Linked DNA regions of Mus musculus: region 2 is linked to region 1. A link is a contact called in public HiChIP or PLAC-seq data. All regions are on one chromosome and are shown on one strand. The core of a region is the stretch at or near the end of the contact, and the rest is flanking DNA. Distances in the headings are between cores, read along the strand shown. Region 1 holds the start of Ggct (gamma-glutamyl cyclotransferase). Region 2 holds the start of Nt5c3 (5'-nucleotidase, cytosolic III).

Region 1 (5,761 bases), core at 2,791-5,290:
ATGTCACAATCAAAAAACCTGAAAGACAACTGATTAAAAGATGCACTCGGAAGACATCTGGCCTTGCTATTGTTATCATCAAATGACTGAAGGCTAGCACCAATGTTGTGTAATAGCTTCGATTGTATCTGGAAGTGGTTATTACTAACTATTCTATCTAGAGCAGCAGGGCATTGCAGGGTGGGCAGTCTGGGAGGCCGCACCGAGGCAGTGACTCAAGAGAAGGTCCCCACGCACAACCCTGCTTCAGTCCTTGTGTACCCAGCCTGTGTGCCCACACTGGGACAGGGCAACATAACCTTCTGTACAGAATTTTCAAGGATAAATGAGTTAGTAAACAAGAGAATTCAGGCCAAGGGTTCAGTGAGTGTTAACCAGTATTAACTTGGGTTTGGTTAAACTTGACAAAACAAATACAACAAAAACCCCACAACTAACCTTGCTACCTACTGCTCCTTACTGGCCAACATTGCTTTGAGCACCCCAGTCTTCATGGGATAGCTAAATAAATATTTGGAAAAAGCAAGGCTTTCAGAGTTTAAGGAAACTTTAAACTTCACTTTAGAATTTTTTTCACAAAAACAGTGTGGAGAATAATTAACTGCATGGCATGACAGTAAGCCATCTGAAAGATGTATAGGAAGAGAGATAACATTTTTTTTTTCCTGAGGCAGGGTTTCTTTGTATAGCCCTGGCTGTCCTGGAACTCACTCTGTAGACCAGGCTGGCCTCAAACTCAGAAATCCGCCTGCCTCTGCCTCCCAAGTGCTGGGATTAAAGGCGTGCACCACCGTGCCTGGCGATAACTTTTAAGATAACTAAATTGATGCCTGTGTTGGGGCTGGATTGTAATCCCAGCATTTAGGATATTGAGGCTGGATGGGGAGTTAAAGGTTAGTCTAGACAATACTGCAAAAATTCTGTCTCAAAAAAAATATTACCCCAACCTAATACATCTTACATCAAAACCCTAAATAACACATTTTACATAGTTATAAGCAGCTTTTAAAACAGAGCCTGAGGCCTGAAGAGATCAGGACAACGTAGAGAATATGTGCTGACGAGAAGCTCGGGCTCTGAGAGGACCAGTATGTGTACAGGCCTGCCTTGTGTGTGGGGTGAGAGGACAGCAGTGTCCTACTGCAGACTACACAGCAAGTGCCTGCCGAGGCACACCAGTGCCAGGTGCTTTCTTTCTATCTATCTTTTTCTGCCTTTTCCACTCCTAAGATGAATATGTTCAAATATAAAGAAAAGAATAGCCGGGCGTGGTGGCATATGCCTTTAATCTCAGCACTCGGGAGGCAGAGGCAGGCGGATTTCTGAGTTCGAGGCCAGCCTGGTCTACAAAGTGAGTTCCAGGACAGCTGGGGCTATACAGAGAAACACTGTCTCGAAAAACCAAAATAAATAAATAAATAAATAAAAATAAAAAATAAAAAAAATAAAATAAATAAATAAAAATAAAAAGGGGCTGGTGAGATGGCTCAGTGGGTAAGAGCACCCGACTGCTCTTCTGAAGGTCAGGAGTTCAAATCCCAGCAACCACATGGTGGCTCACAACCATCCACAACGAGATCTGACTCTTTCTTCTGGAGTGTCTGAGGACAGCTACAGTGTACTTACATATAATCAATCAATCAATCAATCTTAAAAAAAAAAGAATAGAACAGTATAGTGAACACCCACATACATATCACTCCCATTAGCATTTAGCTCTCTATTTTTCTGAATTCTTTTAAAATATAGATAACGAACGCATCAGCCTAAATATGTCAGTATGCATGCTAAAATAAAACTATTTCCTCCATAAGACAAACCACTATCCATTTAATAGTAATTGTCTAATACCATCAAATTCTGCAATCCAAATTCAAGTTCAGTTGTCCCTAAAATATATTTCTATTTGAGTCACCATATCAGAATCTATCAAGGACAAGCCATCACATTGAGCCTTCATGTCTCGTTTCTCTCAAACTAGAACAACCCTCCCTCAGTCTTGTCTTTCTAAAAACACTTTTTACTACATCTATATGCTTACCTATTGTGTGTGTGTGCGTGTATGTGTGTGTGTGTGTATGTGTGTGTGTATGTATGTGTGTGTATGTGTGTGTATGTATGTGTGTGTGTGTATGTGTGTGTATGTATGTATGTGTGTGTGTGTGAGAGAGAGAGAGAGAGAGAGAGAGTGTGTGTGTGTATGCACGTAGGGGTCAGAGGAGACCTGCAGGAGCTGGGTTTTTCCTACCTTATGGGTACTGGAGATGTAACTGTCTGCAGGCTTGGTAGCAAGTGCTTTACCTCCAGATCCATGTAGCTGGCCCCAGCCTTACCTTTTATTTTTAATCACAACAATGTAAGAGATAAGTTCAAGGTGTTCTTCACTGTTTTCTTCTATTGCCATTTGTTCTTATACATGAATGGTTTCTGGAAGAGGGTGATATAAAAGATAAAAGGCTTTTTTTTTTGAGGCTAAAAATCCTTTGTAAATTGTAGTTCACAGATGTGGGGGCTTCGTGTTGCTTCATGTTGTTGTTATTATTGTTGTTGTTGTTTTTCAAAACAAGGTTTCTCTGTATAACAGCCCTGGCTATCTTGGAACTTACTCTCTAGGCCAGGCTGGCCTTGAACTCACAGAGAACTGCCTGCCTCTGCCTCTCGAGTGATGGTATTAAAGGTGCAGTCCACAATGCCCAGCTTCATGTTGCTTTCTGACTGTGTCAGGATAGTCTTCTTTTATTGGTGACCAGATTGACTGGCTATCAGGTGAGAGAGGTCAGGTTTCCCAAATAATCATGGTCTTCCTGTCCAATGACTAGCAGTGAGCCTTGGGGGATAACTGAGACTCTATAAACATCCCTGTGACCTGATGCTCCTGACGGGAAGTTTGGTTGCACCAGAGACAGATGTTCTAATCCCAGTACCCCCATTTCCTGCATTTAGCCAGTATACTTTTTTTTAAAAAAGCAAAGAATTGCTTCCTCATCAGCTATTTGGTTTTCAAAAATACAGTTGGTACTAGAAAGGCAGAACACTCATTTTCTTAAATACCCACTTTTTAAAAGTGATGAAGTGTTAGCCACTGATGGCATGGCAATATGGTTCTCTTCTCTGTTTTAATTTGGTTTACTTCCTGAAGGGAATGACATACATTTAGGGATCATTTTAGAGTTTCCAGTCGTTCTGCTCCTTAAGTTGTTCTCGCTTTGTCTAGTGAATGGTCTTTTAGGAATGACCTTGTTCATCTTGGGGTTCTCATTTTCTGGATTATTGTTCTTTCAAGAGGTAATTTTCACTCCCAGCTTTGACCTAAGATTCAGTCATTTCTCCAGGAATTCTGGCACCTGTCAGTGTGGAGTTGAATTTAGATTAATTTCTGAGGGCCAACGGCAGTCATTGCTCTAGACCTTCAGTTTGCTCTCCTATCTTCATTTCAAGAGCAACAACATGGGTGTTTTGTGTCGTTCTATTTTAAAAAGAGGAAATAGATTGCAACGATGAACAGAGTCAACTGGCTAGCAAATGGCATGTCCGGATCTGAACGTGGGAGAAAGACTACCCTGGTATGCAGTGAGGCAACTTCAGGTAGTGATCCTAAGAAAACTTGTAGGATCAGCCTTCCCATTCCAGGAAGGCTGAGGCAGGAGAACTGCCGCAAGATCCAGGCTAGGCCGACAGCAATTTGAGACTTGTCTCCTCTATACCAGGCGCAGAGCCTACCGCACCACTGGTTGACCTGGGCAATCGCCGCCAGGTGGGGAAAACACAGTCGCCAGTAGCCACTCTCGGGCTGTCCGTTAGACTCGCCAATCAGCGGCGCCTCAGGCAGGGGGCCGTACATCCGAGGGATGCATCCAATAGAAAAGCGACGTCAGTGGGCGGGAGGAGCTGTAGACAGGCCAATCCTGGTAGTTAGCTCACGCCGGCAAGCCGGCAGCCAATCCTCAGCGCGCTCTCTGTGCGGCTCCGCCCGCCGCTCTGCACTACCGCGTGGGTGGCGGCGCACTGCTCTTTTTAGCAGCGCTAGTCCGGCTTCTCTGTGCTTGACGCTGCTGGCGTGGATAAGTGGACATGGCGAGCTCCGACTGTGAGGGCCATGCGGGCCAGGAGGGGGAGACATTCCTGTACTTCGCCTACGGCAGCAATCTCCTGACCGAGAGGATCCACCTGCGAAACCCCTCGGCCGTGTTCTGCTGCGTGGCGCGCCTGCAGGTCAGTGCCGTTGTGCGGGCGACCTGGAGAGCGGGCTAGCTGCGACTCCTGCCGGGAACCTCTAGCCACCGTCGGAGTTCGCAACCCTCCACTGGCTGCCCTTTTCCACCGGTTATGAGCATCCCGTAAGATGCCTTTAATAGGTGCTTCTTAGTCGAGAACTAGCTGCTTTCTGTCCTGTGCGTACCTTATCTATCCCACAGTTCTGTGAAATTCTGCCTGTCCTTTCCTTCGGATCTTAGCGTCCTGGCCTTGAGACCTGGAACCGTGTCTTCAATACTGATAGCAATGTTCGTTCCCTCAGTAGAGTAGCCCAATAAGCTTTTAACTGTGATAAAATGTGTTCTTGACCATAGTTCATTTCCTCTTTAATACGTATTCTTCTGGCACTCAGTGCTGGGGTTACAAGGATGACTGAGCAGCCTAGCTATTTGGAGGACCTTTCTGGTGTACAATCTGATTGTGTGTAGGGCCCTTAATAATTTTAGCCAACTTTGATAACCTTGTCAATTCTTGATTTCAGGCAACAGAAACCAGCTGATTTCAGAAAGGAGAATGGGGAGGGGTGTTGGAAGGCTGTTAGAGAGCTCATGGATTCACCTGAAAGATTGAGTAAACAGGTGGACTACTGTGTGTGTGTGTGTGTGTGTGTGTGTGTGTGTGTGTGTGTGTGTGTGTGTGTGTGTGTATACACAACCAGCATTACAGGAGAGGGCCATCCCTGCTCTGGAAACTGGCCACACCTTTCCTCAACTAGTAAGCACAATATGGAACTGACTCCTGACTGCTGCTTTGCCACAGTTCTGCAATTCCTGAAGCCTAGAGTGGAGTCCCTAATGATCTTAAACACCAGCACTAATTGAGAGCCCCTGCGAGGTGCCCTGATTGGCTAAATCTCACCATGAATCCACGTCCTTACTTAGCAAGCAAGATGATCTGATAACTAGCTCCTAGCCTTTCAAGTTTCAGAAGTGGGAGTCACGCTCTGTACTCTATCTAAAACTCCAAAGAGTGTAGGATTGGAGTTCAAGTACGTGAAGTACAGGAAAGAAATACCACATAAATGATAAATTATAGCTGTGGTTAGCCTTAAAAGAGGACTTGCAAGGTGCAACAGAATATATGACCAGAGGACCTGACCTAGGTGCTCAGGAAAGCCTTCCTGGATATAACTTTTAAGCTGAGACCTGAAGGGAGATGAGGAGAGCAAAAAACTGTCAGGGAGGGTAGCTTGTTCAAAGGACAGGAGATAAAGGAAGTGGTTGGAGTCTACAGGGAGATGTGGCATGAGGGCTGGAAAGATAAGAAAGTGTCATATCCTAACATGACCACAGAGAACTTTGGACAGTCTGTTGCATGCTGTGAGTGGAGTGTCTTACAGGATGAAAGCAGACGATGAGATTTATGTATTTGAAAGCTCATTCTGGTTACTCTGCAAATAGGGCAAGTTATTGGAAGCCCAGTTACGATCTTGCCACATTCATGTCAGAGATAATGCCACCATGATCTAATAGGGTGGTGACAGGGAAGGTAGAGTAATACTCAGAAG
Region 2 (5,784 bases), core at 161-2,660, 1.9 Mb before region 1:
CTGCCACCTGCTGCCATGCTGACCCCACCATTATGGATTCTTGTAAATTCTTTCTTTCTTCTATAAGGGGTCTTGGTCATGGTGTTTTATCACAGCCACAGAAAATTAATACAAATTCCTTATAATTTTAAACATCTCTAGTGTAGAAGAAATACACATTTAAACAGAGAGAGAGAGACAGAAACAGAGAGAGACAGAGACAGAGATTGTTGAGATTGTCATTAGTAAATGTATCAGGTCAAGAGCTTCTCCAAACAGAATTGTTGAACTTGAGGGTTGGTAATAGGCACCCTATCGCTGAGCTCACACCTTTATCCCCTGGAAAGATTTTCATCTGCACAAGGCAACCTTTAGTCACCATACATTTCCCCTCCTGCAGACTCCAACTTGCTCAAGAATGTCAAATATAATACATATTCCTTTCAGTAATTTAGGTGGTATATTTCAGCCTCAATTTTTGGCCATTTCGTTAAGGCTTTGACCCATGGCCCTGGTTAATCAGCCACTGTACTCCGAGCAATCCTCCTGCCTGAGGATCCTACATGCAGGAATCAGAAGCATGCTCCATCATGACCAGCTTGAGTCTCATATTTCTGTGGAACTTCTGTTTGCACAATGAATTGTTCTACTCAAGATAATGTCTATGTCAATTTGCTTTAGACCAGCTAATAAAAACCTAAAACAGAAAAATAATTCTTTCTCTCCCACGGCTTTTCATTCTTAACTTCCTTCGGTTGCATATATCAGGCAGAGAGAGACAGTCTCGCCAAGCAGCAGCCCAAACCTCACAGAATCGGGGGCGACTCTCCTGAGATTCTCTCTTGCACCTCATCACACCCCACCCACTCAGCGAGAAGCAGAGTAAACTACATGAATCCCTTGAAATATACTAAGCAAGAGAGAACAACGTTAAGTTTCTCTGCACACGCTCCTAAGGAAAGTAAGCTAAAGTTGTAGGTAGACTGTGACTGAAAAGCCCAACAGCTGACAGATCTCCCAAAAACGACTATATCTAGGCCTTCCAACCCAGGATGCTACTGCGCAGGTCAGACGCAGCGCCGCTGAGCCTGCTGGGTGTCGTAGTCCATGAAGGCTAGGACGAGGCACAGTTTCTGAGTGGGTGGCGGGTGAATTTTCTCACACTGGGGCAAGACTTTGTTTTCTCGATGTTTCTGGTGCGATCTTACTGTGGACTATAGGCACAGCATAGCATCCGGGTCACCAGGATTCTGGGTTACAGATGCACTACTTGCATTTAGTAGCTAATTACAGTTGTTTCCTTCCGGGTCCTTGCGGCGTTTCCTGAAGTCAGGGTCAGAGGAAGTCCCGCCCCCACTATAAGGGCGGGATTCCGGACGCGGACCTCTTAGTCTCCGCCCCGTCGTCCCCGCCCCTCACCTCTTCTGGGCGGGGCCTCCTCGGTTTCCCCCGCGCGGGGCGGGGCTCCGGGGAAGTGTGCGGCTTGCGGCCGCGCCCCTGGGCTCGTACCCGCGGATCCCGGGCTTCCGCGCCGAGAGCACGCGGGCCTGTCAATGGACCGCGCGGCCGTGGCGCGAGTGGGCGCGGTGGCGAGCGCCAGTGTGTGCGCGGTGGTAGCAGGCGTGGTGCTGGCCCAGTACATATTCACCTTGAAGAGAAAAACGGGCCGCAAGACCAAGATCATCGAAATGGTGAGTGCGGGAGCATCGGCTCGCGCGCGAGCAGCCCAAGTGGCGTGGGCCGGCCGCGGCCCTGCGAGGGCAGCCTGCACGCGTGCTGATGCTTGACAGCGTTTGTTTCAAAGAGTGGAGAGAATAGATGCTCGGAGATAACTACCTCTTGCTGCAAAACCCGTTTCTCCAGAGCTAATCTCCAGTTGGCAACCGCCTCCAAGACGTGCAGCTAATCCGATAGTCTCTTGTCCAGGAGTCGGTTGGTTGGTTGGTTGGTTGGTTGGTTTGTTTGTTTGTTTTACATCATCGGGGCTGCCTTGGCTTACGTTATGAAAAGAGCATTTTCAGTGTTTTTTTAGAAATGCCAATATTGAAACAGCTCGATTATTTGAATGTTCTTCCTTGTTTTATGTTCCAAGAAGTATTCATGTGTCAGTCCCCCAAAACTCTTTCCTAAATCCTAGAAATGTACTTTTAAGAGTTAATTGCAGTCTCGTTTAAATTGTTTGTCTCAAGAATTCCATTTGAGGTTTGTTTTAAGGCGATTTGTTGATCCCAGAATGTCTGTTTCATTTAGGGTTGTTTTGATGTTACTGTTGTTCCATCTGACTTGAGCATGCATGGTGAGTGTGACTTACTTACTGGAGTACAAGTGAGCATCCAGAACTAAAATATAAAGTTGAGAAACTATTTCTATTGAAACTAATATTTTAAGTGAATTCCTTTATTCCTGGGTTATTTTCTTTATATACCTCTGGTTGCAAACATTTTGTGTGAGAAGTTTTGCCTCCCTCCCTGTCTAGCGAATTTACATGGCTTTATTTTGTTCCATACTCAAATTTTATAATTTTCCATCAGTGGGAAAAAGCTGATTTCGCTGTCTTTCTCTATGTACTTAAACAGTGGGCTGATTTTTCCACGAAATCTTAAGGAAGAGTTTTACTTTCATTGTATAAAGTACTAAGGGACCAATAATGCCAAATATTTTTTGTTTGTACTGTACAAGTCAGTCTTTATATGCATTGTTTTAAACTATGCGTCAGACCCCCTAATAGTTTTTCAGTAGAAGATGTAAAAGAGTTTAATATTTTTACTTTTATAGTTTTAGCTGATTGTTCCTTTAGATGGGAGAAATATTTGGATGACCTGAAATATATATTCCGGCCCTTGTTCTCTCTCTTTATAAGTCATGTTTGGGGAGTCCTCTGTACCTGTCTCCACCCTCTTCCTTCATAGAATGTGTACAAACCCAAGGATACCCACTGAACATTGCTGTTCTGATCACAGATGGTATATAACTACCTAACCAAGGTAGGCTAGGAAAAAATGACACCAGTTGCGTTCTGGGTGATGGTGTTTCTCTTGCCTCAGCCATCTCAGTGCAAGATTACATTCCTGAGTTACCCTGGCCATCAGGACATTTTTAATTGAAAGGCATTAGGGATTTGCTAGTGAGCTATGCATGCCATAGTGGAAATGTCCAGTAATGTGGCAAACTAGATTCCCAGAGAAAACCAATCAAAAGGTACACTAGAAGTATTCAGAGAGATAAGACAAGCCATTTAGTGAAGTTGGCTGGCACTTTACAATTTAATTATCCTGGTGTGTACTCCCTGAATCTGTTTTAACGTCTACCCGTACTTACACACATGGTCTATACTGGTATAGACCCCAGGGCTTTACACCTGCTAGACAACCATACCTGCTTCGTCAGTGCCCTCCTAGCCCATCCCCTTTTAAGGCAAGGTCTTTCTGTAGTGAGAAATCTGGAGTTCTGGCTTCTTTAAAAAACATAGAAATACTATAAAAATATGTTTTCATTGTAAACCCAAGTGTGAGCTATGGGTCTGGTTCAGAGTGTCCACGGCAGCTGACTGTGGTTTGCCGCAGGCTCTAGTAGGGGTGCGCTTTTTTCAGCTGCAGATTGTTTCTGTGATGGAGTGACTTCTGGAATTCTGGGGACTTTTCAGAGGGTATATAAATGTGAAGGCCCAGAGAGGCAGGGTGGGTTGTTGTTAGGTTGTTGTTGATTGGCTGTTGGTTGCTGTGGGTCGCTGTTTGTTAAATATTTGGCGAGAAGAAGAAATTAGATATCCTGATGGTGAAGATCAAACTTGCCCCTAGGAACTCAACACCCCTAATCAACAGGATGCAGTCTAAGGATAACTTGTCCCCCTTCTGGCCCCTGACTTCATTCTGGGATCTCTTTCCTTTCCTCTCTATCCTTTTTTTCTCTCTTATCTGATGTTAGGGAGTAAGGGTAGAAGAAAAAGGATGGAGAAGGGTGAAAAAGAGAAGAGCCCACAAAGTATCCAGGAATAGCTACATCTTTCTGAATCCTGTGTCCATGCCTTGAATTCGCCATCCTTCCTGTGTTAGGATGGCAGCCATGTGCCACCACAATCAGCTCCAGATTTCTCTTTATCGCATCTACAGTCTCTTAAGATTACTGATTAATTTGTCATAATCAAACCCTTTCTCTAAGAGTTTTATTTTAGAACAATATGGATTTACCGTAGTATGAACGAGTGCTCTCATATATCACACACCAGTTTCCCTTGTCATTAATATCTTGTGTGACTCATTTGTATTGATACATTATTAAATGCACTGCCACCCTTTTCAGATTTCCTTCACGTTTACTTATGTCCCAGGAGTTTCTCTTGGGTATCACAACACACTTAGTCATCCTGGCTCCTTGTTGTGGCCTTCACAGTACTTCTGAGTACTGTGCAGCTCCTTATCTTACCCCACTCTGGTCCAGAGATTAAACCCAGGGCCTCTTCACAAGTGTTCTACCCGAGACTCACACCCCAGCCTCCTTATCTTGTCTTCACTGGGCATGTTCTCAAACTTCACTTGTTTGAAGTTTTGGTATTTTGTAGAATGGCCTTGGTTGCGTTTATCAGGAGCTTTTCTCACGATCGTCTAGAGTTTCTCGGAGGATGACTAGTGTGAAGTGTTACTTTCATCACACAGCAAGGGTGCACGCTGTCATCCTAACCTCTAATTTGTAAGCTCTGCTTGAAGAATATTTGTCAGCATTCTCCACGGTCAGTTATTTTCTGTCTCCTCCTCCATCCTGTGCCCTTTGGAATGAAGTTAGCGGAAGAAGTTTGCCTTTACAGTACGGAGTTACAGTTCAGTGCTTGTGGTTAAAGTGACTACAAGAACTGTTTGGGATTATTCTGTTCTGGAAGCTTGTCTATCCTCCCTTATTTACATATCAGTACGGGCTCATAGATATTTATTTGGAGTCATAGTTCAGTACTACTTTATCTGTTGCTAATATTGATCCCATCTGACCAGAGAGCTCTGTTGATTGGGTCTATGTCTTTTCCACATTCTCATTGAGTTCATAAATGTTTTCCAGCTGAAAATAAAATCCTGGCTGCCCAGGACATGCTGTGTCAAGAGTGAGCAAGGCTAGACTCCGTGTTTGGATTGTTTTGGTTTGCAACAGGATCTTGTTCTATTGCTTATACCAGGCTCAGCCCCCTGGACTGAACTGACCCTCCAACCCTATCTTCTCAGTTAGCTAGGACTTAGTGTGTGCAGTATTACCTGGCACAGAGGTTGTACAGATCACAGCTCATGTGTCACATCCTGCCTAAAGCCTCTCTTTAGAACTGTACTACTAGTGATCTAAAAGGGGTTGAGGTTTTTCAGTGGTGGTAGTGGTGGGTTGAGGTTTTTGTTTTGTTTTGTTTTGTTTTGTTTTAGGCAGAGGGAGGTTACCTGATTCTTAAAAATCAAATGAAAGGTCAGCAAGATATCCCAGTGAGTAGAGGTGCCAGGTGTGAGGCCTGCCAACCTGGATTTGATATCCAGAGCACGTGTGTGGTGGGGAGACAACACCAACTTGCAGGTTATCTGTGATCTCCACATGCTCAGCCCTGGCACCCTCCTCCCCAAAACAAAATCAAATAATAGATGTAATTAAAATGTTGTAACAATTCAATTTTGAGGCAGTTTAAAATTATATCGGTTTCAGTGGTCCTTAGATTTGTTGACTTTATGGAAACAGGGACTTTCTCGTTATGGAGCTCAGGCTGGCCAGGAACTCGAGAGTCCTCCAGCCTCAGCCTCCAGAATTACAAGATTGCTCTATCATGCCCAGATTTCCGGATTC

The links. HiChIP or PLAC-seq counts read pairs in DNA pulled down with a chosen protein or histone mark.
Region 2: a contact with region 1 is called in a FOXA1 HiChIP or PLAC-seq map of pancreatic cancer cells. The contact joins the promoter of Nt5c3 here to the promoter of Ggct in region 1. A contact is called at or near these places in 2 of 39 promoter capture datasets (liver and neutrophils) and 1 of 115 datasets of contacts at active chromatin or transcription factors (pancreatic cancer cells).

Annotation. Positions count from the first base shown.
Region 1 is chr6:54,991,146-54,996,906 of GRCm38.p6, reverse strand. Ggct (gamma-glutamyl cyclotransferase) reads left to right here and starts at 4,040. Exons shown (of 4, transcript NM_026637.3): 1 at 4,040-4,212. The coding sequence starts at 4,072. RefSeq lists a cis regulatory region at 3,806-3,815 and an enhancer at 3,796-3,825.
Region 2 is chr6:56,919,558-56,925,341 of GRCm38.p6, reverse strand. It overlaps Nt5c3 (5'-nucleotidase, cytosolic III), which reads left to right and starts at 1,410. Exons shown (of 9, transcript NM_026004.3): 1 at 1,410-1,670. The coding sequence starts at 1,533. It also overlaps a transcript of Vmn1r4 not described here.